4 separate regions of the Sus scrofa genome follow, and regions 1, 2 and 3 are each linked to region 4. The links are chromatin contacts, called in public HiChIP or PLAC-seq and promoter capture Hi-C maps. All regions are on one chromosome and are shown on one strand. The core of a region is the stretch at or near the end of the contact, and the rest is flanking DNA. Distances in the headings are between cores, read along the strand shown. Region 1 overlaps GFOD1 (glucose-fructose oxidoreductase domain-containing protein 1). Region 2 has its middle 15 kb from the start of TBC1D7. Region 3 holds the start of MCUR1 (mitochondrial calcium uniporter regulator 1). Region 4 holds the start of NOL7 (nucleolar protein 7).

Region 1 (6,710 bases), core at 2,330-4,829, 190 kb after region 4:
GCCTGGCACACACCGAGTGCTCGATAAGAATAAATGTTTGTTTGGAGTTCCCGTTGTGGCTCAGTGGGCTAAGAACCCAATTAGTATCCACGGGGATGTGGGTTCCATCCCTGGCCCTGCTCAGTGGGTTAAGGATCCAGCATTACCATGAGCTGTGGTGTAGGTTGCAGACGTGGCTTGGATCTGGTGTTGCTGTGGCTGCGACGTAGGCCGACAGCTGCAGTTCCCATTAGACCCCTAGCCTGGGAACTTCCACATGTCATGGGTGTGGTTCTAAAAAGAAAAAAAAAAAAAAAACAGAATAAATGTTTGCTATGAATAGTTGAATCAGGCGTGATCCATCTAAGCGAGGTTTCCCAGTGAAAACCTTTTGGTGTCTCCCTGTCACCCTTAGGGTAAAAAAAAGCAAACTTCCTTCCAAAGCCTTTAGTTTTTGTCTCTGCCCAACCCTCCATCTCACCCAGTGACTCTCCCTTTGTGATGGCATGGCAGCCATACCGGCTTTCTGTCATTTTGGGGACTTGTCAAACTTCTGCCCATCCCAGGGCCATCACACCTGCTGTTCCCTCTGCTCAGAGTGCTGTGTGCCTCTGCTCTTGCTCTTTCTCATCCTGACGATTTTTAGCAGAGTTCCCGTCATGGCTCAGCGGTTAATGAACCTGACTAGTATCCATGAGGACATGGGTTTGATCCCTGGCCTCCTCGGTTAAGGATCTGGCATTGCTGTGAGCTGTGGTGTAGGTTGCCGACGTGGCTCGATCCTGTGTTGCTGTGACTGTGGTGTAGGCCAGCAGCTGTGGCTCCAATTCAAACCTTAGCCTGAGAATTTCCATATGCCATGGGTGTGGCCCTAAAAAGACCAAAAAAAAAAAAAAAGATTATAGTTTAAGTATCACTTTGCTGAGGGCATCGCTGGTCTCGCTGTCGACTGTGAGTTTGCTCTGTTCTCTATCACAGACTCCATTTGATGCCTTCCTTCCTGGAACTTCCACACCTGAAATGGTGTCTGTCTCTGCTTGTTTATTGGCTGTATCCCCAACTCAACTCTAAATTCCGGGGGGCCTGGGACCATGTGTGGCTGGCACATGGCTGATGCTGGAAAAGCATGGTCAGTGTTTGTTGAATGAATGAAAAGCAAACTGCACACCAGTCATAATACGCATACAGATAATGATGCTAATGACGGGGTAGGCGAGTGGGCATCGTGTGCCAGACGCCAAGCTGCGTGCCTTGTGCTCTTTATCTCGTTTTGCCCTTTGCACACCCCAATCCAGAGCAGATCTTGGTCTGCTAAGGGTGTGAGCAGTCAGCTCGCCCAGATAGTGAAGCCAGCCCCTCACGGTTCTGGCCTCTTACTTGATACCCTGGGGAGGTAAGGCCAGATCCCCCTCTGGCCCAGGACGTGGGCAGATGCCTCACCTTGAGGAAAGATGGGGTGGGAAGGCATCCCAGATAGGCAGCTGCCCTTGGGCCTGGACCACGCCCAGTAGCATCCACGTTCTGAGAGCTTGGTTCTGTGCTCTGAGCTTGGGTGGCCAGACAAGGTGGGTGGAGAAGGTGGGGTGACTCAACCGTACCGCATTCGGTTCCTTAGGAAGAGTGGCCCCCAGCCCAGGGCATGTCGGTATTGAAGGGCATCAGTGGGTGGAAAGGCCAGGCAATCTGGCTGGCAAGGAAAGGTCATGTTTCCCATGATTTGGCGTGTTCTGGAATGTTCTCTTGAGCAGACCTGCATGTTCAAGTTCTAGAAAGGGTGGAGGGAGTTCCGCTGTGGCTCCTGTCCATGAGGATGCAGGTCGATCCCTGGCCTCACTCAGTGGGTTAAGGATCCGGCGTTGCTGTGAGCTGTGGTGTAGGTCACAGAGGCGGCTTGGATCCTGCATTGCTGTGGCTGTGGTGTAGGCTGGCGGCTGTAGCTCCAATTTGACCCTAGCCTGGGAACCGCCGTATGCCGCAGGTGTGGCCCTAAAAACACACACACACACACACACACAAAATTGTGGAAGGGGTGGAAGAGAGGAGGGGACTGACTTTAAGAAAACACAAGGGAGTTCCCTTCGTGGCTCAGTGGTTAACGAATCCGACTAGGAACCATGAGGTTGTGGGTTCAATCCCTGGCCTCGCTCAGTGGGTTAAGGATCCAGAGTTGCCATGAGCTGTGGTGTAGGTCGCAGACATGGCTTGGATCTGGTGTTGCTGTGGCTGTGGCGTAGGCCGGCGGCTTCAGCTCCAATTACACCCCTAGCCTGGGAACCTCTGTATGCTGTGGATGTGGCCCGAGAAAAAGACAAAAATAAATAAATAAATAACCAAACAAATGAATAGTTTAAAGAAAATAAGAAAGAAAACATGAGAACAGGAGGGTAATGTTTTAAACTCTGGGGAATGTTCTAGGCGTTCTCGCCAGGAGGGGGAGGCTGCTGGGGAGTGACGGGAATCCAGGCGGTGACAGGTTGTGAGTCCTTGCAGCACAGGGTGGGCTCCTTGGCTGCCGCTGGATGTTCTGGAACATCCGATGCCCTTTCCCCTGAGCCCTGACCTCGCTTCCCTGCTTGGGTGCCGCAGCCGCTGGCCGCCCGCAGGAAGAGCAGGTGGCCTTCTGTACCTGACCATGTGAGCTGGGGGGACCGTGACCTTCGCTCTGAGCTACAGCCTCTTCTGCATAATGCTGTGTTCCTGGCACCTGGGGCCTCGAACTCCCTTATCTTTTTTTTTTTTTTTAACTGAAGTAGATGTGATTTATAAATATTATGTTAGTTTCAGGTGTACAGTGAGGGGATTCACTTAAGCATATATATTCGCTCCCGATTCTTCATTATGGAGTATTACATGAATTTGAATATAGTATAGTTCCCTGGGCCCTATAGTAAATCCTTGTTGTTATCTATTTGATATAGAGTGGTGCGCACCTGTTAATCCCAGACTCCTAATGTATTCCTTCCTGATTCACTTTCCCCTTTGGTAACCACAAGTTAGTTTTCTGTTGTCTGTGAGTCTCTTTCTGTTTTGTAATTAATCGCCCTTCCTTGTCCGCTCACAGTTAAGTTGACTTTCTGTTACTGAATCTATCCTTGGACTTGGTCTGAATATGCTGATTCCTGCTGTTAGCTGAGGGGTGGCCTTTTAGAAGCCCAGGCCCGCGGTCATGACAGCTGGCATTTATCAGGCACCCCCTGGGTGCCAGGCACTGCGCCCAAGCTCTTTCTACCACAGCCCAATGATGGGAGTGCATGTATCCGTCTCCATTTATAGCTGGAGCTGTGGGCGCCCAGCAGTATCGTGTGAGGGGCCTGGGGTCACACGCGCAGCAGGTGCTGGCGCCAGGAGCTGCTCTCAGACCCACTCTGTCCCGTTCTGTGCTGGGCAGTGTGTCCAGCCAGGGACGCCGTTATAACCCCGAGCTACCAAAGGCATCACCGCCTGTCTCAGACAAGCAGCTGGGCCCTGTGGCCTGACCAGCTAGTTTTGTCTAGTTGGTTGGCAGTACAGTGGGGCTGGCTGACCCTGGCACTCTCCACATTCTTAAGCACTGATGCCTGCGTCACACGATCTGGCCCTCTGTCCAGTGTGACCGCACTGCCACCTCCAGTCACTTCCAAATATGCACATCTTTCCGGCCCATCCAGATTGCAGGATGCTCGTGGACAGGGTCCACGCCAGGTTTTCTTGTTTTCCTCCAGTGGCCTCCCCCGAGCGCCTGGCCTATTAGCGGGTGCTTACAAGTGGTTTCATGCCCCTTAGCCTGACTGGGGGACAGCCTTTTAAGTGGCTGCCTTCCACGGCCGGATACAAATTGCCATCGACTGGTATTATGAGCCCTTCTCCCTTTGCAGAACAAACATGGTTTTACTTCAGCAACTGAAAGTGGAAGAAAACCATACCTGCAGATGCTAGGGCCTGATTTTAGCGGCTTAGCCATCTCATGCATTTTCTGTTGCCTTCTTTGTCGTGGGCATCTTTGTGCTGGGTAGTTCCTGCTGTTCAAAAGGCAAAACCAAATTGAACTCTGAGATGGAACCTGGTTCCCTCGGCAGTCTTGGGGGCTGATCTGCTAGGCCGTCTCTTGGGTTTAGCTGTGGGTTGGTCTGTACACGTGCTTATTTGAAACAGGGGCACAGGTGCTTGCTGCGCCAGGTGGTGGGAGCTGGGTGGCCTTGGTGGGAGGGGCGATGCATGCTTCAGAGCCGTGCTCCCCCACGCCCACCCCCCGTTTTGGCCAAAGAATGCTCAGCCATCCTTTTCAGCCTTGGAGGAGGAAAGAGCTCAATTTCAGCCACGTGCGAGCTCCCCACCCTCCTGGCGTGGAATGCCCCTGTGGGCACCATCCATTAGAAAAGATTTTATTAGTTTTTCTTGGCCCAGATTTCTTCTTTTGATTATCCCTGGCCAAGGAATGCAGGCTTATCACATGTCATTGTCCCTGCTGGCCCCAGCTGTGCTCCTGTACCTTGGTGGCAGGAGAGACTGGAGATCAGTGGCAACAGAAGCATTCCTAGCAAGTGGGGACCTTGTGCTCATGGTGCCTGTCCCCAGGCAGATTTTTAAGACTGCCGGTTCACCTCTGCTGCTTCCTTCTGCTGCCTGCGAGAGTGTGAAAGGCCCAGGGCATCATGGGCAAATGCTCCACAAAATTGTGTGGCCAGCAGCTTTACCAAAGCGAGGGAGAAGGGAGAAGGGGGGAAGGAGAGAGAGGAGAGGAGAGAGAGCGGCAAAGGCGCCAGGAGCATGCATAGACTCAGGGGCAGACATTTCCAGGGGACATGATGGCCAGTGACAGAGTGACAGAGCAAGAGGGTGGACCATTGGCCTGGGTCCACTCGGTACTCTGATACAACTTCTTGCCCAGTTCAGATGTTGCTGGGCGTCTTGTGTGTACAGTGGGTGATCACAGAGAGCGCTTGGAAGGCTGTGAACGGGTGCTGAGCAAACCCGAGGGTGCTTGTTGTCATAGCATCCCTGTCCCATCCCTCAGCCACCAACGCTCTCTCTCTAAAGCCTACAGGATCTCAAGGGCTTGTCGGATGAGGATTTAGTGATAACCTTGCTCAGAGGAGCCCCACTCTTGCAACTTCCATGCTTCGAAGAAAGAAAGCGGAGGTGCTCAGAGGAGGCAGCGCCCTGGGCGGAGTGAGGGGAGGCAAGACGAGGGAGGCCGAACGCAGACATAGTCTCGCTGATTCTGTAGTCAAAGGCTGAGTCTCTCATCCGAGGGTTGGCACCACTGGGATGAGACTAACAAGATGTGGGGAGGGGGCAGATGTGGACAATATTTTATAACCAGTATCACCCATCAGATGTGACACCGGCTCTGCCTCCACACGGGTTCATACCAGCTCAACAGCAGCTCTGCTACGATAGCCTCAGCCTGGTGGTGTATTAGTCTGCCGGGGCTGCTGTTACAAAGCACTGTGGACTGGGTGGCTTCAGCAATGACATTTATTTCCTCAGGGTTCTGGAGGCTGGAAGGCTGAGCTCAAGGTGGGGGCAGGGTCAGTTTCCGCTGAGGTTTCCGTCCTGGGCTGGGGGGTGGCCGTCCTCTCTTGTCCTCATGTGCTCTTCCTTCTCCACACGTCTGCGTCCTTGTAAGGACACCTGTCATACTGGGTCAGAGCCCACTCTTGTGACTTCTTTTACCTTAAATGACCTCTTGAACAACCCGGACTCCACAGTCACGTGTTGAGGTACCAGGGTGGGGTGGGGGGTGGTTCTACATAAGAATTTCAGGGGGAGTTCCCATTGTGGCTCAGTGGGTTACGAACCCGACTAGTATCCATGAGGACACAGGTTCGATCTCTGGCCTCGCTCAATGGGTTAAGGATCCGGCATTGCCATGAGCTGGGGTGTAGGTCGCAGACTTGGCTCGGATCTGGTGTTGCTGTGGCTGTGGCGTAGGCCGGCAGCTGCAACTCCAGTTCAACCCCTGGCCTGGGAACTTCCGTGTGCTATAGGTGCAGCCCTAATAAAAGAAAAGAGGAAAAAAAAAAAAACCAAGAAAAAAAGGAGCCGCTTCCTGGGCCTCTCTCTGGGTGGGGCGAGGTCCCGCCTTAGTCCGCTGACAATGCCCAGCAGCTCTGTCACTCTCAGGCCTGGTTCCTCGCAGGCCTCCATCTGTGGCTGATGAACCACTGACCTTTCTCTGAGGGACAGAGGTCCCCCAGGTGACACTCTGTTCCTGCATCTGAGGGGAACAGGCCACATGTTGCAACGGGATGCAGATGGACAGCTGGCGTCTCTGTGGGTCCTGGCTTCTCAGTGGGGGAGGCACAGTGATGGCCAGGAGTTTGGTTCTGTCTGGGCCTGGAGCCGCCGCCCTTTTCACAGCTGACATCTCTGAGCCTAGGTGTCCCATTGCCCGGAGACGTCCTTCTGTGGCTCCTCCTTCCTGTGGCTGGGCTGGGAGGCCAGGACAGTGGCTGCTGCGAGCCTGGCTGTTTGCACAGCCCCAGGTCTTACTGGTGAGAACTTAACACTTTACCATCCAATGAGGATGAGGCCCTGGTACTCTGAAAGCACCTCCCACTGTCTCCTGGAGGTTCAACTGCTTTGCTGTGTGAATAGCGATGCCCAGGCAGAGGAGGAGGGGCGGGGCAGGTTCTCACTGTCAAGGTTGCCAAACATCTTCTTCTCCTACCCTCCCCCCACTTCGTTCTTTCTCTTCTTTTTTTTCCTCTTTCATCCAAACTGCTCAGACCTCCAGCGCCAGCACTCCT
Region 2 (7,080 bases), core at 1,771-4,270, 250 kb after region 4:
TCTCTTTTGGGATGGAAATGCCAAAGTTGGGTCGTGATGATTGTTGTGTAACTATAAATGTAATAAAATTCATTGAGTAATTTAAAAATTAAAAAAAAAATACTTTAAGGGCTTAAAAACACGGGGGGGGGAAAACAACTACCCACTCTAGCAGGTACAACGGACTCTCTGGTTAGGGACAGTTTGAAAAGGTACCTGTAGAGCAGTGGTTCTCAAAGTGTGTTCCCCGGCTCAGCTGCATCATGGGGGGGGGGTGCGGGGAGGGGCTGGGGGGGGTTGTTGGAAACACAAATCCTCAGTCCCCACCGCCTCCAAGACGGCAGCCCAGCAGGCCCTCCAGGTGTGTGCGAGACGTCATAGCCCCAGGTGAGTCTGTGTTCTCCATCTATTCCCCGTTAAGAATCACGGTTCTAGAACAGTGGCTCTCAGCCCTGGCTGCATCTTTTCACAAACTATATAGCCAGGTTTCTGCCATCCCGCCCCCAAGGTCCCCACCTCCCCTACTCATGCCCCTCCCCCCTAGGTTCTGACTTAACCCATCTGCTGAGGGGCGGGGCAACCACAGCTCTTCAGGAGACTCTAATGGAAGCTGGGGTTCAAGAACCACTCCTGCTGTTCCCGTTGATTTTTGCAGCCTTGTAAGTAACACTGGTTTGTTCTCCTTCCCGTTTCCCAGCACAAAAGCCGTGTATTCCTCATAATTCACCCTGATCACTCATCAGGCAGAGAGACAACAGCATGTAAGACAGAGCATTTGCCAGAAGGGGAAACTTGGATTTCTACTTCCTGCCCCACCTTACTTGCTGCTGGACTTCAAGAAAATGAAATCCTCTCATCTTTCTAGGGCTCATCGGCCTCATCTCTAAAATTAGGAGTTCCCTGGTGGCTCAGCAGGCTAAGAATGTGGTGTGGTCACTGCTGTGGCTCAGATCACTGCCATGGCTTGGGTTTGGTTCCTGGCCTGGGAACTTCCTCATGCTGCGGGCACGACCAAAAAAAAAAAAAAAAGAAAGAAAGAAAGAAAAAGAATTTAAAACAGAAATTAGATTAATCATGCCTTCCTTTCTTCAAGTTAGAGAGCCAGTAAATAATCAAAGTCTCTTCCAGCAAAAAAAAAAAAAAAGAAAGAAAAGAGAAAAATTACTCTTAGATTCTAAGAGCTTTAAAAAGGTCAGAACTTGTCTTCAGCAGAGAATTGCTAATATTTGATTTTACTCCCTCCAGGATGGGCAGAAAATATTGCTAGCCCATCAAGTTTGTGGTTTTGTAGTATTTACAAGTATGAGTCGAGTCCAAAAGAAACTGGTACTCAGACAAATAGATGCCAAAAAGGAAGCCATTGCAAAGGTCTGTGTTCTTGCTCTGCCCTAGAATGTTCCAGAAGGCACTCGGCAGTCTGTCTGAAGGGCAGCGCCCTTTCCTATTCAGCCCAGTTCTTCCGTGCTCATGGATCTCCGCTTCTTTCCACTTCTACTCAGCTGCCCGCTTTTTCCTGACGCCTCCCCACCTCCCCCCCTTTTATTTTCTGGCTCTTTAAAAATTGCACAGTAATCAGCCTGTGATGAATCCCGTGGAGTCTGTTTGCCACACGGTACTAACGTACATACTCCTGGAAAAAAGGGAGCAGGTGCACCAGGATGGAGAAAGTCCATCAGTCAAGTGTTTCCTGAGTCAGTTTCTTCACTTACTCTCTTTCTTTCCTCTTTCTTTCCTTCTTTCCTTCTTTCTTTCGTTTTCTTTTTCTTTCTTTCTTTCTTTCTTTCTTTCTTTCTTTCTTTCCTTCCTTCCTTCCTTCTTTCTTTTCTTTTCTTTCTTTTCTTTCTTTTCTTTCTTTCTTTCTTTCTTTCTTTCTTTCTTTCTTTCTTTCTTTCTTTCTTTCTTTCTTTCTTTCTTTCCTTCTTTCCTTCTTTCCTTCCTTCCTTCCCTCCTTCCTTCCTTCCCTCCTTTCTTTCAGTGTGCACTTTTTTTTTTCCGGAAAGCAAGATAGGTTGGGGAGGGAGTGGGATAGTTTGGGAACGTGGGCTTCATAGATGCAATGAGATCCTGCTGTGTAGCACTGGGAACTATGTCCAGTCTCTTAGGATGGAGCAGGATCGTGTCAGAAAAAAAGATTGTATACGTGTATGTGTGACTGGGTCACCATGCTGTACAGTAGGAAAAAAAAGGTAGGTTGGTATTCCTCTCCCTCCTTTCAACCTTCCCTCCCGACAGTAAGTGATGCGATTAGGAGGCCCAGAGCTGCTAAGTGGTTTCAAGGTGATGTGGGATCAACAGCACTACATAAATAGCCAAGTAAACCTGTACCATCTCGGAATTCCTTCAGAAAGGAAAAAGAGAAACTAAAAAAGGAAACTAGGAACATAGCCAGAAAATACAGCCGGGCCTTCCCAGATGGCCCAGGGTCCCCGTGGGGACAGCACAGATCTAGATGCTGTGTTCCGTATATTGGAGTCCCCCCCTCAATTATTCTGTCTAATAATGTCTACTGCATTTCTATGATCTGAGAACTTTGCCTTTCTTCAGGAGGGAGGTGGAGGAAGGGGGTCTTGGGTAGCCGCTTCTAAGCCCCCAACCCCTTTCTCAGCTTGACTTTGGGAGACAAGTTCAGCTAGCCAAGAATGACAGCTTTCCATTGAGTGTCTGGTCAAGGTCAGGGGCCTTCATTCTCTTTTCCATGTGCTCCCCTTGCTGCTGAAGAGGCCTGTCTTCTGGACCCCAGGTCTGCCTCCCATCATGCCGCCTAGAAGTTTCTAGGGACATAGGTAAGGGTTTAGACGTGTAGACTCTACACACTAGATTTTTGCATACTCTTTAATTTTTTGGTTGCGTCTTTGATTCACTTTTTTTTTCTTTTAAAATTGAGGGGATGTTTTAACCTCTGTGGTTAAACCCTGATGAGACAGACTTAGCCTCCAAAACAACTTCTCCAAGCTTCGGGGCATATTTGGAAATCTGTATTCATCTGGCTATATTTAGGTGCATAAAACAGAGGCTCAAAATAACAGAAGCTTAAGCAAGGTTAAGTGTAGCTTTCTCTGTGGCAGCTGAAGCTGGAAAGTTTCTCTCCTAAGCAGATGGGGCCTGGCTTCTTTATCTGGTTGCTCTGTCTTCTCCAGGAAGTTGTCCCGGTCTGGATGGCTCATAACAGTTTGCCTCCCAGCCGGCAGGCAAGAGGACTTGGGAGAATGTCTTCCTTCCCTTTAAGGGCATGACCCAAAGTTTCACACAAATGACCCTCTCAGATCCTTTGGCCAAGACTTAGCCTCATGGTTACACTTACCTTCAGGCGAGGCTGAGAAATGCAGCTGATTCTCGTGGTCCTGTTCCATCCCTACCTGAAGTCCCCCACGCTGACCCACCTGGACCTAACCTCCATGCTTACACTTGACTTTTGACTTAGGTCAACCCCTAACGACGCAGCCTCAGCTATCTTCCCACGTGTGCTCCGGGTCGCAGCCTACCCTCCCTGCTCCAGGATGTGCTCCAGAAAATTCTCCCCCTTCTCACCAAATCAGCGATTCTTCCTTTACTACTGAACTATTTCCTAACAACATACACGCTGCTTCTGCATCTTGGCGTCACTCCCTATCCCTCCAACCACCACCCAATTCTTTGCTTCTCTTTGCAACCAAACGTCTCAAAAGAGCTGCTGATATGCTCTGTCTCCATCTCTTATCCCCTTTTCTCCTAAAACCACTCCAACCAGGCTTTTGCTTTCATCAGTCTTGTCAAGGTCATCGCTCCTCCTTCCTTTAACTTGATGTGACAGCGGTACTTGATACACTGATCGCTCGGGACTTGATAGACTTTTTAAGTTTGGTTTCCAGGAAAATCTGACTTTCTTCTTCCCTCACTGGTTGCTCCTTCTTGGTCTCTTATGTGAATTTGTCCTTTTCTCTTGACCTTTTGACACTGAAGTATCCCCTCTTTCCTTTTCTTCTTCTGCCCGCTGCCTTGGTGATCTCATGGCTCTTAAGTAGCCTTTATAGGCTGATGACTCCCAAGTTTATACCTCCTGCCTGGACCTCTCTGCTGAGCCCCATTGGCTGGGACCGATTAGGAAACAGACACCACACAGTGATTTGAGCTGGGACAGTTTAGTCTAATTATAACGGGGGACTAGAGCAATGCAAGCTTGGCTGGCAAGGGAGTTCCCGTCGTGGCACAGTGGTTAACGAATCTGACTAGGAACCATGAGGTTGCGGGTTCGGTCCCTGCCCTTGCTCAGTGGGTTAACCATCCGGCATTGCCGTGAGCTGTGGTGTAGGTTGCAGACGTGGCTCGGATCCCACGTTGCTGTGGCTCTGGTGTAGGCTGGTGGCTACAGCTCCGATTCGACCCCTAGCCTGGGAACCTCCATATGCCGCGGGAGCGGCCCAAGAAATAGCAAAAAGACAAAATAAATAAATAAAAAAGATTGGCTAGCAAGGAGTAGAGAACTCTAAACAGAAGTTCCCATGATGGCTCAGCAGAAATGAATCTGACTGGCATCCATGAGGACACAGGTTCAATCCCTCACCTCACTCAGTGGGTTAAGGATCTGGCATTGCTGTAAGCTGTGGCTTGGATCCGACACTGCTGTGGCTGTGATGTAGGCAGGCAGCTGTAGCCCCTATCCAGCCCTTGGCCTGGGAACCTCTGCATGCCTCAGGTACAGCCCTAAAAAGACAAACAAAAACAAAAACTCTAAGAAATACAGGAAAAGCAGCTACAAGGAACAGCCACTACCCCCAGGGCTGGGATAGAGAGCCTGAGAAGAGGACAAATCTGGAATAGGGGACCCCCACTCGGACCCTGGGGCTGAGACCCAGACCTCACTAGAGAGGGAACAGCTGAGGTTCATGGGATGGTGGGAGGGGGTTTGCTTAGCTGCTGCATGGATGGGACTCACTTGGCTATTGGCCTGCTTGGGTGCTGGGGAAGCTGCCTGCTGGTTGGCCTGTACTTTGAGACTTGGTGCAAAGCTGCACAAAAGGGCACTATGGGAGGCCCTCCAGGAGGAGGTGTCTTGTGCTGCCGCCTGCTAGGTGCTGGCACCAGCTAATGCCCACTGCAAGAGCTCTGTAGATGCCGGGTTTGCAGTACAGGTGCCTGTCAAGAAAAGTCCACCAGAATTAGGAAAAGCAACCCCTTGCTCTTGCAGCATCCCACCAGGGCACTCTGCTGAGAGAGCTTAACATCACGCCAGAGGGCACAGTAAAAATGTGTGCAAGGTTCCACTCCGTTATCAGGGAGCAGGCCCTGAAAGGCGGATTTAGGGCTGAGAGGCATTAAATTGACATCTTCAGTCTTGTGATCAGTCAGCTACATGACGTTTCCACTTGGATGCCTGAGAGCATCTGAGACTTTCTATGTCCAAGACTGACCAGTGTCCACAGGCTCCTCCCAAACCTGCCCTGGCTCCTCCCACTCATGCAGGTGCTGAGGCTCTGCTCTCCAGGTCATTGCCAACTCCTGCTCTCTGTCACTCCCTGTGTCTAATTTGCAAAGAAAACCTGTTGGCTCTTGCTGCATCCTGCACTGCAGGGCAACCAGAGAGCCTGAAAGAGGGATGGTGCGACACACAAAACACACAAGACTCTTTTACATTTTAAAAGAGGGGGACCAGGGAGTTCCCGTCGTGGCTCAGTGGTTAAGGAATCCAACTAGGAACCATGAGGTTGCAGGTTCGATCCCTGGCCTCGCTCAGTGGGTTAAGGATCCAGTGTTGCCGTGAACTGTGGTGTAGGTTGCAGACACAGCTCGGATCTCAGGTTGCTGTGGCTGTGGCATAGGCCAGCGGCTGTAGTTCTGATTCGACCCCTAGCCTGGGAACCTCCATATGCTGCAGGTGTGACCCTAGAAAAGACAAAAAATAAAAAATTAAAAAAAAATAAATAAAAGTGGGGGACCAAGAGGCACTCTGTTCCACAGAACAAAGGCCCCTAGGCTTTAGCCCACAAGATTTTATTAGGGAAAGTGATGTGTGTAGATGAGTGACCAAAAGCAGGCATAGGGAGGGTCGAAGCTGTCTCTTAGCGAGATCTGGGGAGACCACCAGCAATAAAAGTCCCGGGTGTATACATCTAAGATCTAGTGCAGCTGCCTGAAGAACAGCAAGGTTACCCTCTAAGCCCCTTATTTTATTTTGACAGGAGACCCTGCTCTGTGGAACTCTGCACTGGTACACCTGCTTCTCTGGCTTTTGCCATCACAAGCATTCCTGGCTTTTGCACGTACCAAGTTCCCCTGCTGCAGAGTTCGGCAGGTCAGTGGTCGCCGACAGGCTCTTCTTTAGGGATGTACACCTACAGTCTGACCATGGGTCCCCCTGTCGTGTTACTTCCCTGTTCCAGTCATCATCATCCCTCTTCTGAGACACCGTGTCCTGGTTCGGAGTGTGAAGTGTAATAAGGCCACAGGATCAGGAGGTGCCTGCCATTGGAGAGACCGTTTGGGAAGGGGTGTATATGCCTGTGTAACGATTGACTTTGCGCTATGCCTGAAATTAACACAATTTTGTAAGTCAACTCTAATCCAAAAAAGATTTTTTTTAAGTGAAAAGAAAAAAAGAAAAGACTGTTTGACTCAGACGTCCCAAGAGGAGGGGGTGTGCCACCCTGTGGGGGGCCACCTGGGGAAGCACCAGGGCTGTTAGCTGGCGGACAGTGGGGGGACCTGTGGGCCAGAGCCTTTATTGTTCCTCTTTTTTTTTTTTTCTTTTTCTTTTTCTTTTTTTTTTTTTAGGGCCGCACCTGCAGCATATGGAGGTTCCCAGGCTAGGGGTCAAATCGGAGCTGTAGCCTCTGGTCTAAACCAGAGCCACAGCAATGTGGGATCCAAACTGTGTCTTTGACCTACACCACAGCTTCCAGAAATGCTGGATCCTTAACCCACTGAGCAAGGCCAGGGATCAAACCTGCAACCTCATGGTTCTCAGTCGGATTTGTTTCCACTGCACCATGACAGGTACTCCCCAGAGCCTTTATTGTGGCTTCCATTGGAGAAAGGGGGGGCAGGGTAAGCAGGCTTGGGTTGGCTGGTATGAATACTTTCAGCAGACTGTGGGCAGAGGGGCTGACCCTAGGTGTCTGGTACCCG
Region 3 (6,528 bases), core at 3,320-5,819, 170 kb before region 4:
TTTTAAATTTTACATTTATTTTATGTTTGGATGCAAAATTATTTAACTTTTATTCAATCTGAGTACATTTTACTTTTTAATCCTTTAGATCTTTCCTATTCTAAGAAAACAAACTTGGGAAAATCTTCATTATACCAAGATAATTAATGATTTTGCTGAAATGAAGGAAAGAAAAATTAATTTTATAGAGTAGATAAAAATGTATGGGGAGTTTCTGTTGTGGTTCAGCAGGTTAAGAACCAGACTAGTATCCATAAGGACGTGGGTTCAATCCCTAGCCTCCCTCAGTGGGTTAAGGATCCCGCATCACTGCAAGCTACAGTGTAGGTCTCAGACAAAGCTAGGATCTGGCATGGCTGTGGCTGTGGTGTAGGCCAGGAGCTGCAGCTCCAATTCGACCCCTAGCCCAGGAACTTCCATATGCCACAGGCGCAGCCATAAAAAGAAAAAGGGAAAAAAATGTATGAACTAGGAAGTCTTTATTTCAGTACTCATCTGAATATTGATTCCCCAGAAATAGAACATGCAAATGGGCCCAATAATAATTACCTTCATCATCTTTGATATTTTGCCAAGCCTCTGTCATGTAAAAAGCACATAAAACCATACAACCATGAAACCATGAAATGTGTGGCTTTTACACACATTTTCGATTTTTCCAGTTTGAAAGTATATTTGCCAAGTGTAAAGGAAGAAAAACTTTCTTCCCTCTTCCCATCTTAGATTCCCTGGCTGGGGCCCCATAAATTAGACTGATGAAAAAGACAGATTTACAAGGGAAAAACAGAGGCTTCTTAACATGTACAAAGTACACACACATGGGAGCAGTCAGAGATGAGCAGCACCGAGGAGTGGTTAGAACTTGGGCTTATGCAGCATCTTAGCAAAGAGGCACGATCTTGTAGAGAAATGGCAAGACGAAGGAAAGGGACTGAGCTTCTAGGGGCAGCAAATGATGGGAAGGTAAATACCCGAGGAGCTGATGGGAGATAAGGGCTAGACTGAGTGAGTTTATTATATAGATTCCTCTGATGCCATCTCTGGGCTGATAAAAGGGTTCTGGCCCTCCTGGTAGAGAGAGATCTCACAGCTGGTGGGTCTTCGAGGGTCTGCTCTGTGAACCCAGCTCTGTTCATGGAAGGTCCCTGGGTCCAGAAGCAGGGAGGGTGTAGAAGGGCTTCACTTTGGCCCTGTGTCCAAGCATATTCTCCAGTCCAACTTTGTCAGAGAGTCCTGAACCTTGGGGGGCTTGGGCCCCTGCCTGAAGCCCCCGTTTGTTTGTTTTTTCTAGCCGCATCTAGGCGTGTGGATGTGTCCAGAATCAGGGATCAAATCTGAGCTATAGCTGTGACCTCTGCTGAGGCTGCAGCAACGCCAAATCCTTAACCCATTGTGCCAGGCCAGGGATCAAAACGTCACCGACATGAAACAACATCAGATCATTAACCCACTTTGTCACAGTGAAGCCTTAATTTATGAGGCTTCTTTTCATTTGGCCTTTAGATCCCTGTATTTAGTCTCTCCATTCGTTAGGCTCTTGTAAGAATAAGAGACAGAAACCTCACTCGGTTTAAACAAAAGCAGTTGGTTGGTTTATATAAATAAGAGTGTCCATTTCTGAGCTAGAACCAGAGCATCTCTCTTCATCTTTTAGGTCTGCTTTCTCCATAACAGCTTCGGCCTCAGGCCATGAAGTAGCCCCCAGACCTTGAGGTTCAAAAATCTATGGATGGATATCCCAATAAAATAAGAAATTTTCCCAATAACTCTAGGAAAATCCCAGAATTGAAGCTCACTGACTCTGATTGTGTGACGTGCTCGTGCCTGGGGCCTGGAAGGAGACGGACCCACCCAAACCACATGGACTAGGAACAGGAAAGAGGGGCTCCCAGTGGAAAACCAGGATGCTGGAACCAAAGGGAAGGTGTATCTGATCACCCTCCATCTTTGATCCAGTTCTTTATCCTCTGGGTGATGTCTGATCACCCTGGCCTGCCTTTGGCAAGAGTCTTGTCGGTTGGTTTAGCCAGAATCCTCCTTACTGCTGATGTTTTCTCTTGGTAATTCCCCATCCACTGCCCCCCACCCAGCTCCTTGGCTCTAAGTTCCCACCTGCCCCTGCTATATTCGGAAATGAGCCCAATCTCTCTCCCCACTGCGGTGTTTCAGCACAGTGGTCCCCATACCTAACAAACTAGTGCATCCCTTGAATCAAGCCCTCCTTACTGTGCTTTAACAAGTGGCTGAATAATTTTTTCTTTAACCAGGGGTATATCGCATATGTCCACGCAACGACATGCAAGAATGTTCACAATGGCCTTATTCATAACAGCCAAAAACTGGCGACAAATGAAATGCCATCAACAGGAGGATGGGCAACCAAATTGTGGCACAGTGATACAATGCAATGCTATTCAACACTAAAGAGGAACTAATTACAGATAAACAACAGGGGTGAATCTCACGGCTATTGCATTGAAGGCAGACACGAGGCAGAAGGAAGTCAGACAAAAGGCAATGTTTATTGTATGACTGCATTTATAGGAAGTTCAAGAACAAACCAAACTAATCTGTGGTGACTGAAATCAGAAAATGGTTGGAGTTCCCATCGTGGCTCAGCGGGTTAACGAATCCGACTAAGAACCATGAGGTTGCGGGTTCGATCCCTGGCCTTGCTCAGTGGGTTAAGGATCCAGCGTTGCTGTGAGCTGTGGTGTAGGTCGCAGACGCGGCTCCGATCCTGTGTTGCTGTGGCTCTGGTGCAGGCCGGCGGCTACAGCTCCCATTCGACTCCTAACCTCCATATGCCAAGGAAGCGGCCCAAGAAATGGCAAAAAAAGACAAAAAAAAAAAAAAAAAAAGGACAAAAAAGAAAATGGTTGTCTTTTGAGAAGCAGGCAGATTATCTAAAAAACTGGAAAGGGGCACACTAGAGCTTTTCTGGAGTGATGGACGTATTCTATATTTTGTTTGGGTAGTGGTTATATGAGGTATACAATCAAAAATCATCAAACTGAACTAAGATCTGTGCATTTTTATTACATGTAAGTTATACCTCAACCTCAAAAAGCTACAAACGGCTTTCATTAAATAAAGTCTGTGCCATAGTTTATTTAACCATTCCTCTAATGTTGGAATTTGTGTCTTCCATCTTTTCACAATCATAAATTACAATACAGTGAATATCTTTGTGCATGTATTAGGTTGATCCCTATGAAATTAAAAATCTTCAACATTTTGATCTATCAAAATGACAAGTTCATATAGTCCAATCTAGTAGAGTTTTAAAAAAATATTTTGTATTATTCCCTTAGGTTAAATTTTCAGAGTTGGGTGACTTAAGCAAATTTTATGAACATAAAACACTGTTGAAGCATATTGCTAAATTGTTTCCTATCAGTTCTAAGGATGTATAACTCCTACTAACCCCTTCTGAAAGTGTCTACTTGGGCCTTTAATGTTTTTAATTCTTAATATTTTGATAGCCACTTACATCACTTCCATAACCATATGCCCTCTCTTCTTACCAGCACTTTATAGCTCTGTCTCTTCTTCGTGTCATGTATTTTATATATACAGGTGTGTAAGAAAACAGCGCTCTTGGAGTTCCCGTCGTGGCACAGTGGTTAACGAATCCGACTAGGAACCATGAGGTTGCGGGTTCGGTCCCTGCCCTTGCTCAGTGGGTTGACGATCCGGCGTTGCTGTGAGCCGTGGTGTAGGTTGCAGACGCGGCTCCGTTCCCGAGTTGCTGTGTCTCTGGCATAGGCTGGTGGCTACAGCTCCGATTGAACCCCTTGCCTGGGAACCTCCATATGCCGGGAGCGGCCCAAGAAATAGCAAAAAAAAAAAAAAAAAAAAAAAAAAAAAAAAAAAAAAGGGCTCCTTTTATTTTTTATTTTTGTATCTTCTAGGTTGGTGCCTTGAGCACTGCATTCATTCATTCAAGAAACACTGCTGAATTCACACAATGGACCAATATTGGAGATAGGTGCGATAGGCATTCAAAAAGTTCACTGACCTGAACGCCCCTGGAATCAGATATCCTTTTATACCAGCAGGTCTCACTGACCACTCAAGCTCCTACGTTTGAAATTCTCAGATGGAAACTTTCTCACTTCTATGACGCACTCATCAAGCTGAAAGTTTAGCTTTAAATGTGTTGAATATGTAACGGCTATACCTTCTAACAATTCTTTAAAATACACCCGGCTAACAATTCTTTAAAACGCACCCCAGCGCCACACTTTGGGGAACTTTGGACTAGGAAAACCTAGGGCAGCCTGGTGGTGCTCGGACTTGGGATTCTGAAAAGCACCAGGGTAATTAATGGCTTTATAAGGACATCGGTGTACTGAATATGCAAATCGTGGCAATACCGAGGTCATCCAGCTCCGGGAGAGCCCACCGCCACCTCCTGGTCCTCCGGGTTGCCGGACTGGAACTCGCTGGGACTGGGACGCGCCTTTTTCCGGAGCCCCGCCCCTTCGAGCCCCGGAGCCCGCCCCTTCGAGCCCTGGAGCCCCGCCCCTCCGCCAGCGCGCGCCCAGAGCCCCGCCCGCCCGACAGGAAAGACCCGGTTCGGCGCTGCCGCCGACGCTCGCTCCTGCTGTCGGTGTCGCGCCGCGGCCGCGCGCGACCGGCATGAGCGCGCGGCCGGGCCAGTGACCGCGTCGGAGATGGACTGCGGCTCCGTCGCGGGGGAGAAGCCGAAGCGCCTGCCCGGCCGCCGGCGCCTTCTGCTCTTCCTGGCCGCGGGCCGCGGCGGAAGCCCGGGCGGCCGTGGCGTTCCCGCGCGCCGCCTCGTGCCCACGCTCCCCGGCGGTCTGGGGGCGCTGCGGCCCCGCGGCCCGGCGGCCCGTGCCAGCGCGTCACGTGCCTCCCCGCTGTTCCTCGTCCTGCTTGTGCCCTTCCCGCGCCTGGCCGCCGCCGGCCCTCGCCGGCCGCTGGCGAACTGGGAGCGGTGGCGCGCCGGGCCCTCGTCTCCCCCGGCCGGGCGCGGCGGCGCGTGGAGGTGGCAGCCGGGCCTGGCCCCCCGCGTCGCCTGCGCGGCGGGCGCGCTCCACCTATGCCTCCGGCGGGTGGCCGCCCTCGCTTCCTCGAGGAGAGGTGAGGGCCGGGCCGGGGCGGCGGGAGCTGGGCTCTGCGCTCCTGAGGGCGGGTCAGCCGAGGTCGCCGGGCTCCTCCCGGCCGCGGGGACGAAGGTCTGTCGGGCCCCGCCCTTCTGGTCCGCGCTCTCCTGGGCTCCCTCAGCGGAGAGGATCCGAGTGAGTCGGGCTGCGGGCGCCGGGTGCAGGGCGCAGCTTTTAATGGAATGCGGGGCAGGAGGTACGAGCGGGGAGGAGGGAGCGCGCGCGTTTGTAGAGCCGCCGCGTGGCGCCCGCTCGCAGGTTTCTGTTTTGCAGGTGCGCGGTGTGTGTAGCGACTCCGGTAAAGGAGCAGGTGTGCCGGAGGCTTGCGAGTTTGAGGATGGAAGCTAAGGGACATGAAGGGATTGTTTTATACTTTAATTTCAAACTCTCGTGGCTTCATTAATTCGTTAAGCACCGGCTTCCACTCTCCCTGGCACTCTGCTGGGTCCGCGGGATGTATCAGCTAACAAAATCTTTTCCTACTTGGAGCTTAATTCTAGCAGAGGAGAATATATATATGTGTGTGTATTATTTATGCATGCATAAATAATGTATATAATCTGATGAATGCTGTAAAAATATAAAGGGGGTAAGATCACCACGAAGTGAGTGAGCCTCCAGTTACTAATTTAAATAGTCATTGGAGTAGGTTTCATGGAGAAGGTGCCGTTTGATGAAATACTTAAAGGAGGTGAGGCAGGGGGTCTTGCGTGAGGTTAAGAAAGCCTAAGCAGGAGTTCCCTGTCGTGCCTCAGTGGAAACGAATCTGCCTAGTATCCATGAGGACGCAGGTTCCATCCCTGACCTCGCTCATGGGCTAAGGATCTAACTTTGAGCTTCTCGTGTAGGGTTTTAATATCCTTTCTATATGCTCAAGTTTCCCCTCCCCAAAGGAGAATTACATGTTATACTTTAGCATAGGTCAGGTTACTTGTTTCCTGATTGTTAGTGGGAATTCATAGTTCTTGGGCCTCGTTTTGTTGTCACAATAAAGGAGGAAAAGTGAGTCAGAGGTGTTCCCAGTGCCAGAATACTGCTGTGTCCTCAGGGACTGCCCTTGGATGGAGGCAAGACAGAATTCACCTTCCATCAGCAGGGCTTGGAGGGCTAAGTGGCAAGTGGCTAGTCGTTTTCTCAACTTTTCAGACAGCAGTAATATTTCTTTGAAATGAGCTTGCAATTGAAATTCCAAATTTTTTTTGAAAAGAAAAAAAATCTGCCGTATCTAAATTGGAATTCACTTGCTTCAAAAGTAGCAGTGATAGTTTGTTTTGTGTGTGCAAGGAGGTGTTTTGTTTTAAATTACACAATGATTATTTGTTACTGGAAAAAAAGGAATCGAGGCCTAGAATAATTCTGTCACTTTTCGTAAGCTAATTCTAGACTCAAAGGTTTT
Region 4 (7,160 bases), core at 154-2,653:
GTCGCCCTATCGCCGCTTTTTTTTTAAGCTCGGGGTTCCTTGATCGATCCAGATTCGGCTTCCTTCACTCTCCACTCCCCAAAGAAGTGCGGTTTTTAAAAGAGAGAAGTGCGCTATAGTGGCAGGACCCCATGTTCCATTGTCACCAACGAAGAAACAAGGTCGACATACTCAGACTCAAATCCTCAGCAGCAAACGTGTGCGTGGCGACCTCGGCCGCCGTCTCGCAGGAATCCTGACCACCAGCCCTGGGCCACTGGCTGTCCGTGCCTCTGCTCCGCGTTCTCACTGACCCCTCTCCCTGTATGTTGACTGACTCCCCCATTAGAACGTGAGCTCGGCGAGAGCAGGGATCCCGGGTTCACTGCTGCAACCCCAGGACCTTGCACAGCGGCTGCCCATGACACAATGACTTGGTGAACGCAACCCCAGCCTGTGTGTATTTACCCCACTCGCCCACCCGCCCCAAGTATGCGAATTTCGTCTCTTAGCCTCCGTGGCCCTTCATAATCTTTGCTTTTATCTTCTCCTAACCCATGATACAATAGCAAATGATTCACCGTTCTCTGAACAAACCAAGCTGTTTCATAGGCCCCTTGCATTTGTACAGGCGGTTCCCTCTAGTGATACCCCCCACCCCCCATCCCCCTACACACACAGAATTCCTATTTAAACTTCAAAAACTCCCAGCCAGGCGGACTTCCTCTTGAAGCCTTTCAAGCACCTTAACGTCGCCCCCATTCGCTGCGCCCATCGCCCATCTCTTAACTGCGTTCTCCTCTGAATCTTGCACAAATTTCTGTTGCTGTAGTGTCCACGCTGTGTAATAGTTTAGATGACAGTTGTCCCAACCAAATCCTTGTGAGCTCCTTGAGTCAAGGTCCACGTCTCACTCATCACTGTATTTCTAACATCTCTCATATGGTTGATGTTCAGTAATGTTAAATTAAGTCAAATGATCCTGCCTCACATGAATTTTGTAGTATTTTCAATGCTCTTTTCATCTTCTCGGATTTAGAAGCAATTCCTAGTTTAAAAACAAGACTAAAAGGTGAACAAAAATGGCAAAACAGAAACAAAAAAAGCCACTGGTGCCAAGGGCCTAGGAGGAAGGGAATTGAAAAGAAGAATTCTAAAATATTTACACCTTGGAGTTTCCGTTGTAGCACAGTGGTTAACGAGTCCGACTAGGAACCATGAGGTTGCGGGTTCGGTCCCTGCCCTTGCTCAGTGGGTTGACGATCCGGCGTTGCCGTGAGCTGTGGTGTAGGTTGCAGACGCAGCTCGGATCCCGCGTTGCTGTGGCTCTGGCGTAGGCCGGTGGCTACAGCTCCGATTCGACCCCTAGCCTGGGAACCTCCACATGCTGCAGGAGCAGCTCAAGAAATAGCAAAAAGACAAAAAAAAATAAAAAATAAAAAATAAAATACGCCTTGGTCAGATAGAAACGACAAATGAAAAATATAATCAGACTCTGAGACAGTATGCTGACTTGAATCACGGCTAACACTAGGGAGATGGATAGTGCACACTCTGAGAAGCCCTACCGCAAAGCTATTAGAAGTGAAGAAAGGTATTCTACACAAAAACTGCATGAGAAGTATTACAAGCCCCTCAGTGTAGATGCTTTGACCCACCCGTGGAAAGTCTGAAGGGAGTCCTGAGGGAGCCTGGCTGGTCCTTGAGCTTCCCTGAGGCTTACGGACCCCCCTCTTGCTCGTGCAAGGGATCCTTAGGATTTATTAAAGGGCAGGACTTGCAAACACAGTACAGGGTTTTCTGTCACAGTGTCTTGTCATCTCTTTCTACAAAAGCCAAGGGTGTCATGTTAAATGCAATTTTTGTAAGGGGTGGAGGTGACGTGGCTCAGCTGCACAATTGCCCAGGGAGTCTACCTCGAATGTACGTCCTTCCTGCCACTCCTCCCCATCAAGCCTCTGATGCTGGCTGCCCGCAGGCCTTCATGGTGCTGGATTCGACGGTGGGACTCGAGAAGGCTATATTCCTCCCACCTGACCTCAAGGGAGCATGACCACGAGCATACATCATTAAAGTCTCCCCGGAAAAACTCCCTTCGAAGAAATTCAGTGTCTGGAAAGCCTGGCAGACCCCACAGGGCTTGTGTTTGTGGGGAGGAGGAGCGTGCTTCTGTTTACGATCTTGAGAAACGGCCAACCTGCAGCTCCCTTTCCCCCTTGGCTGCTGAGAAAGGTGGTGCTAAATGAGAGGCGGCCGGCCGTGTGTATCCACAGAGTCGACACATTTTGCATCATTCTTCTCTCTCATCCTGATTTTCCACCTGGCTGTGACGTTTCCCTTCCTTCCTGGCAGGAGCATGAGTTCATGGTGTAAGCTCTCTCTCTGGACCCGGAGGTAAGAAGGCAGCCAGACAAGCTAAGCACGGAAAAGAAAAAGCCCCCAACGAAGACATCTTTTGGGATAACCACCTTTATACAGCAAATGACCTGCTGTAGAGAGTGCTTTTATTTTCCACCAAACCTTGTGCAAAAGTCACAAATATCAGGGGTTTAGCCCTCTACTTCTAGCCTTGCCCAAAGAGCAGAAATACAATCTGGAAAATTACATCTTTTAGATCATTCCCTGACAAACGTGTGTCCCTCCCCGTCACCAACCAAACGTGTCAGAGGCACCTTGTGTTTCGGTTCAAACCAAATCCCATGAATTGACTTCAGAAGTTCTATGACTTCGGAACACCTTTACTCCCCCTGCTTCTACGTCCCTGTCACTTGGCAGCAGTGAGGATTCCAACCGGAGAATCACAAGATGTTGCCAGACCTTCCAACCTCCAGCTCACCATCGGCAAGGCAGTTCCTCCCGTCGGTGGCCTGGTACTTCGCTGTGCTGTGATCTCTTCCTTCCCCGGGACGACTAAGAGACAGGTTCAGTTTCATGAGGAGCTAGGGCTTCAGGAAGAGTCGTCCCACATGGCCCCTGGAAGTGAAACCTGAAGCAGGAGACGAGGTATGGCAGTTATGAGCAAAATGAACATTCTGCTACAGAAAGTCAACTCTCTTTGTTACATCCAGAGTGAAAGCCAGGTTCTCACACATGCAGTCTTATGCCTTCTGGAGCCCAGTTCTGTCATCTGGTGTCTGACAATTCCAAACAAAGACACGTCAGTCACCAAGGGCATCTGGGAAAGCAAATGCCTAGAATTGAGGTGTTACAAATGAGAATTTTATTTCAAGGAAGAAGGGGAGACTTGATTATAAAGTGCATTCTGTGATTACTTAGCCAAACTCATAACTGAAATTCTAAGCTTTATGAAACCTTACCTACTACACAGAACAGCACTCACAGGTACTAAGGACAAGAGGAGAAGCACCTCAGGCACCACACAGATGATGAGGACTTTAACTGAGGCATCAGCTGAGGCCTCTCAAGCCGCCCTCTGGAACTCACGACTAGCCGGACTTGGCAGAAAGCAGGAAAAACAGAGAAAGAGGAGGGGAGAAAAGAAGAAAACCTAACAACTTTTGCTTCCTTCAAGGAAAACATTTAGCACAGGGGGAAAACCCAACAAATTTCTGTGCATTATTACTAAGAAAAGCAACTGAGCACAATTAAAAATGAAATAAAAAAAACTGGTCACATTATTATTATTTTTAATGGCTGCACCTGCAGCTTGTGGAAGTTCCCTGGACCAGGGCTCGAACTGGAGCTGCAGCTGCTGGCCTATACCACCGCCACAGCAACGCCAGATCCTTTACCCTCTGAGCGAGGGCAGGGATCGAACCCGCATCCTCAGAGAGACAACGCTGGGTCCTTAACCCGCTGAGACACAGTGGGAACTCTGAGAAGTCAGTTTTTTAAAAGGCATCTTCCTGGTTCCCGCTGCTTATAAGACACAGCTGAGGAAGCACGGCCTAGGACATAGGCCGTGGCTGGTTAAAAAGACCTGGAGAGTCTAGGACGAAGCCAGCTCACTCCCTGAAGAGGGTTATAGGTAAGTGGTTTCCACACCGCCTGTGACACAATTTTACCCCAATGAAGACTTCGAGCATTGGTTCTCATGCTGGCTGCACATCAGAATCACTGAGGAAAAGCTTATAAAAACCAGGAGACACCTCACATTCACATTCAGTTACATAAGAATCTCTAGGGTGAAACCCTGTCACTGGAATTTTAAAAATACATAGGTGGGGAGTTCCCGTCGTGGCGCAGTGGTTAGCGAATCCGACTAAGAACCATGAGGTTGTGGGTTCGGTCCCTGCCCTTGCTCAGTGGGTTAACGATCCGGCATTGCCGTGAGCTGTGGTGTAGGTTGCAGATGCGGCTCGGATCCCGCGTTGCTGTGGCTCTGGTGTAGGCCAGTGGCTACAGCTCCGATTCGACCCCTAGCCTGGGAACCTCCATATGCCGCAGGAGCGGCCCAAGAAATAGCAAAAAGACAAAAATAAATAAATAAAGAAAAATAAAAATATGTAGGAGATAGAAACCACTGATGAAAGGAATGACAAGAAGCTTCAGTAAAATCTTATATTTCATTCTACTTTTTTCGGGGGAGGGGGTTGTTTGTTTGTTTTTCTCTTTTTGCCATCTCTAGGGCCACACCCACGGCATATGGAGGTTCCCACCGGCCTACGCCAGAGCCACAGCAATGCGGGATCCAAGCTGCGTCTGCAACCTACACCACAGCTCACGGCAACGCCAGAGCCTTAACCCACTGAGCAAGGCCAGGGATCAAACCCACATCCTCATGGATGCTACTCAGGTTTGTTAACCACTGAGCCATGATGGGAACTCCTTATATTTTATTTATGTGTTATTTATAGTCTACCTTATTCTGGAAAGGACTCAGACTGCCAGGAATATAGGAACTACATTAAAAGTGAAGACGGGTGGGGGTGGGGGTTTGGGATGGAAATGCTATAAAATTGGGTTGTGAGGATCATTGTACAACTATAAATGCAATAAAATTCATTGAGGTTAAAAAAAAAAAAAAAAGGAAGATGAGGAAGCTCCCTGGTGGCTCAGTGGGTAAAGGACGCCACACCCATGTAAAGGTCACAGCTGCGGCACAGGTTCGATTCCTAGCCCGGGAACGTCCACATGCCACAAGCGTGGCCAAAAAAGCGATCAGAAAGGAGTCTGCCCAGGCAGCCCGGCAGGGAGGACACCGGGGGACAAGCTCTGCGTGGGTGTCCCCGGCTTCGTGCTGAGTATGCACAGACCCACTCCAAATGCCATTCCTAAATCCAGCTTAAAAATACAGATGAAAGCCAAGTCTAAAGAATCACAGAAGGACTTTCAAGCTGTGAAAACCAAAAGCCCAGTGGCAAACTCCCTGTAAAAAGACGGAGATACCGTAGTCTACCATTCATCTCTCGTTTGCTTCCATCAGAACAACTACAGGCCAGATAAGACAACACAAACGCCCGTGCTTTTAAATTAGAACAGCAGGTAAAATCTGTTTGGACGCGCGCATCCAAACCCGCCTGGGCCGTCCATCTCCCACCGGGCTGGGGACGTACCTGAATCTGTTGGTGGCGGGGGTCGCTTCCACGTTAAATTCGGCCACCGGCACTCCCCGGGCGGACACCTGTGGGGCGAAGAGGGCCGCGGGGTAGACCACCGAGGACGTTCCCACCTAGGGAGCAAACAAACCAGGCGGACAAGTGACCACACTGCAGGGAGGAAGCACCGTCTCAGAAAACCTTACACAGACTCAGCAGTTTGTGGTTGCAGATGTGCAGGAAGCTCAGCTGGATGGGATAAACCCAGAAGGTCTGGGGGCAAAGGGGAAGGTGGGAGGCAGCCCCTAACCCCCAGAATTCAGGAAGAGTACGTGATGTGAAAAGGAGAGGTGAGCACGCGGACCGAGGGGCCAAGACTCGACGCCATCGTCGCCCAAAGGGGGTTCGTTCACATTCTGGTTGTGCAGATGATCCACGTTCCTTTTAAGTTAGAAAATCCAAAGAGGAGTTCCCGCCGTGGCGCAGTGGAAACGAATCCGACTAGGAACCCTGAGGTTGCGGGTTCGATCCCTGCCCTCACTCAGTGGGTTAAGGATCTGGCGTTGCCGTGAGCTGTGGTGTAGGTCTCAGCCGAGGCTCGGATCTGGTGTGGCTGTGGCTGTGGCTGGCAGCTGTAGCTCCAGTTGGACCCCTAGCCTGGGAATCTCCATATGCCTCAGGTGTGGCCCTAAAACGCAAAAAAAAAGAAAAAAAAATTCAAAGGGAAAACATATATGTCATGAATAATCCTCCTTCTCCGAGATCATCACTCCCAGTTCACACTGTGATGTACATGCTTTCGGGTTTTTCTCCATGAATCTACATTTATGAACATTCTTTACAAGAATGGGAGGCCGGGCAAGGTTTACGAGCCAGCTTTCCTCGCCCGACCATCTATGAGCACACCGATGCCAGACCCGACACCGGGTTTGCAAGACATACCAGCTGAATGGATACGCACCCAAGAGGGGGGCCTTGGCTTTTAGAGACGTGCTAAGGAGAACTTGAGATATGCACGCCCTTTGTCTGGTTAATTCCAGTTCTAGGAAATCTGTCCTCGGGAGGTAACTTGGGCGCGTGCTAAGCGTTCTAAGGCGAGTCATCACAGCTGGGTTTAAAACAGCAAAATATCAAACAGTCTAAACGCCCAACAATGGAGGATGAATGAACTACGTCCTTTTACATCCAAACAATGAAACAGCCAAAGATGCAGCCAATTAGAAGATGATGTGCATTTGGAGGCAGTGACATGAAATATGGCAAATGAACTGCTCTGTGAATAAAGTCATTTCAAAACAGAATAGCGCGTAGGAACCCACTTTTGAATGTGACTGTGTGCACATCTGCACAAAGGTCTAGACCCTGCGGGTAAACTTGGTGTAAAAGGCTGGACAGCAAATTCTGTAGGTTTTGCAGGCTACACGGCTTCTGTCACCCGCACTTGGCTCTGCCATCAGAGTGACAGCAGTCAAGAGACAATACACAGAAGACTGGGCATGGCTGTGTTCCAATAAAACTTTGCCACGAGATAAGGTAAATGATCACAGGTTGCTCACCTCTGGTCTAGACGAAAACACACCAAACGCGCACAGTGACTACTTCTTGGATGGTGGAATTATTGGTGATTTCTAACTTCTTCTTTATAATTTTATACTTCTTGGTATTTTTTCAGATTTAATCATG

Evidence for each region. Promoter capture Hi-C pulls out the DNA fragments that hold promoters and counts their contacts. HiChIP or PLAC-seq counts read pairs in DNA pulled down with a chosen protein or histone mark.
Region 1: a contact with region 4 is called in a promoter capture Hi-C map of liver, with 6 times the contacts expected there. The contact joins the enhancer-like site here to the promoter of NOL7 in region 4. A contact is called at or near these places in 1 of 5 promoter capture datasets (liver), 5 of 47 Hi-C or Micro-C datasets (embryonic fibroblasts, heart right ventricle, liver and 1 more) and 2 of 2 datasets of contacts at active chromatin or transcription factors (alveolar macrophages and skeletal muscle).
Region 2: a contact with region 4 is called in an H3K27ac HiChIP or PLAC-seq map of skeletal muscle. The contact joins the enhancer-like site here to the promoter of NOL7 in region 4. A contact is called at or near these places in 1 of 5 promoter capture datasets (liver), 6 of 47 Hi-C or Micro-C datasets (fetal skeletal muscle, heart right ventricle, liver and 3 more) and 2 of 2 datasets of contacts at active chromatin or transcription factors (alveolar macrophages and skeletal muscle).
Region 3: a contact with region 4 is called in an H3K27ac HiChIP or PLAC-seq map of alveolar macrophages. The contact joins the promoter of MCUR1 here to the promoter of NOL7 in region 4. A contact is called at or near these places in 1 of 47 Hi-C or Micro-C datasets (liver) and 2 of 2 datasets of contacts at active chromatin or transcription factors (alveolar macrophages and skeletal muscle).

The regions. Positions count from the first base shown.
Region 1 is chr7:9,780,455-9,787,164 of Sscrofa11.1, reverse strand. The region is part of intron 1 of GFOD1 (glucose-fructose oxidoreductase domain-containing protein 1); the gene reads left to right. Among named protein-coding and RNA genes, the nearest start is that of GFOD1, 70 kb to the left of the region's middle. Within about 2 kb of position 3,579, at least 25 of the 83 cell types and tissues checked have an H3K27ac peak or open chromatin away from gene starts, as enhancers often do. A contact at or near this core is called in liver and skeletal muscle, where this site is marked.
Region 2 is chr7:9,719,836-9,726,915 of Sscrofa11.1, reverse strand. No RefSeq gene overlaps it. Among named protein-coding and RNA genes, the nearest start is that of TBC1D7, 15 kb to the right of the region's middle. Within about 2 kb of position 3,020, at least 4 of the 83 cell types and tissues checked have an H3K27ac peak or open chromatin away from gene starts, as enhancers often do. A contact at or near this core is called in skeletal muscle, where this site is marked.
Region 3 is chr7:10,140,938-10,147,465 of Sscrofa11.1, reverse strand. It overlaps MCUR1 (mitochondrial calcium uniporter regulator 1), which reads left to right and starts at 4,569. Exons shown (of 8, transcript XM_005665577.3): 1 at 4,569-5,109. The coding sequence starts at 4,680.
Region 4 is chr7:9,963,726-9,970,885 of Sscrofa11.1, reverse strand. NOL7 (nucleolar protein 7) reads right to left here and starts at 1,403. Exons shown (of 9, transcript XM_021100198.1): 1 at 1-1,403. It overlaps SIRT5 (sirtuin 5), which reads right to left. Exons shown (of 10, transcript NM_001105308.1): 9 at 5,496-5,611; 10 at 2,882-2,965. The coding sequence ends at 2,890.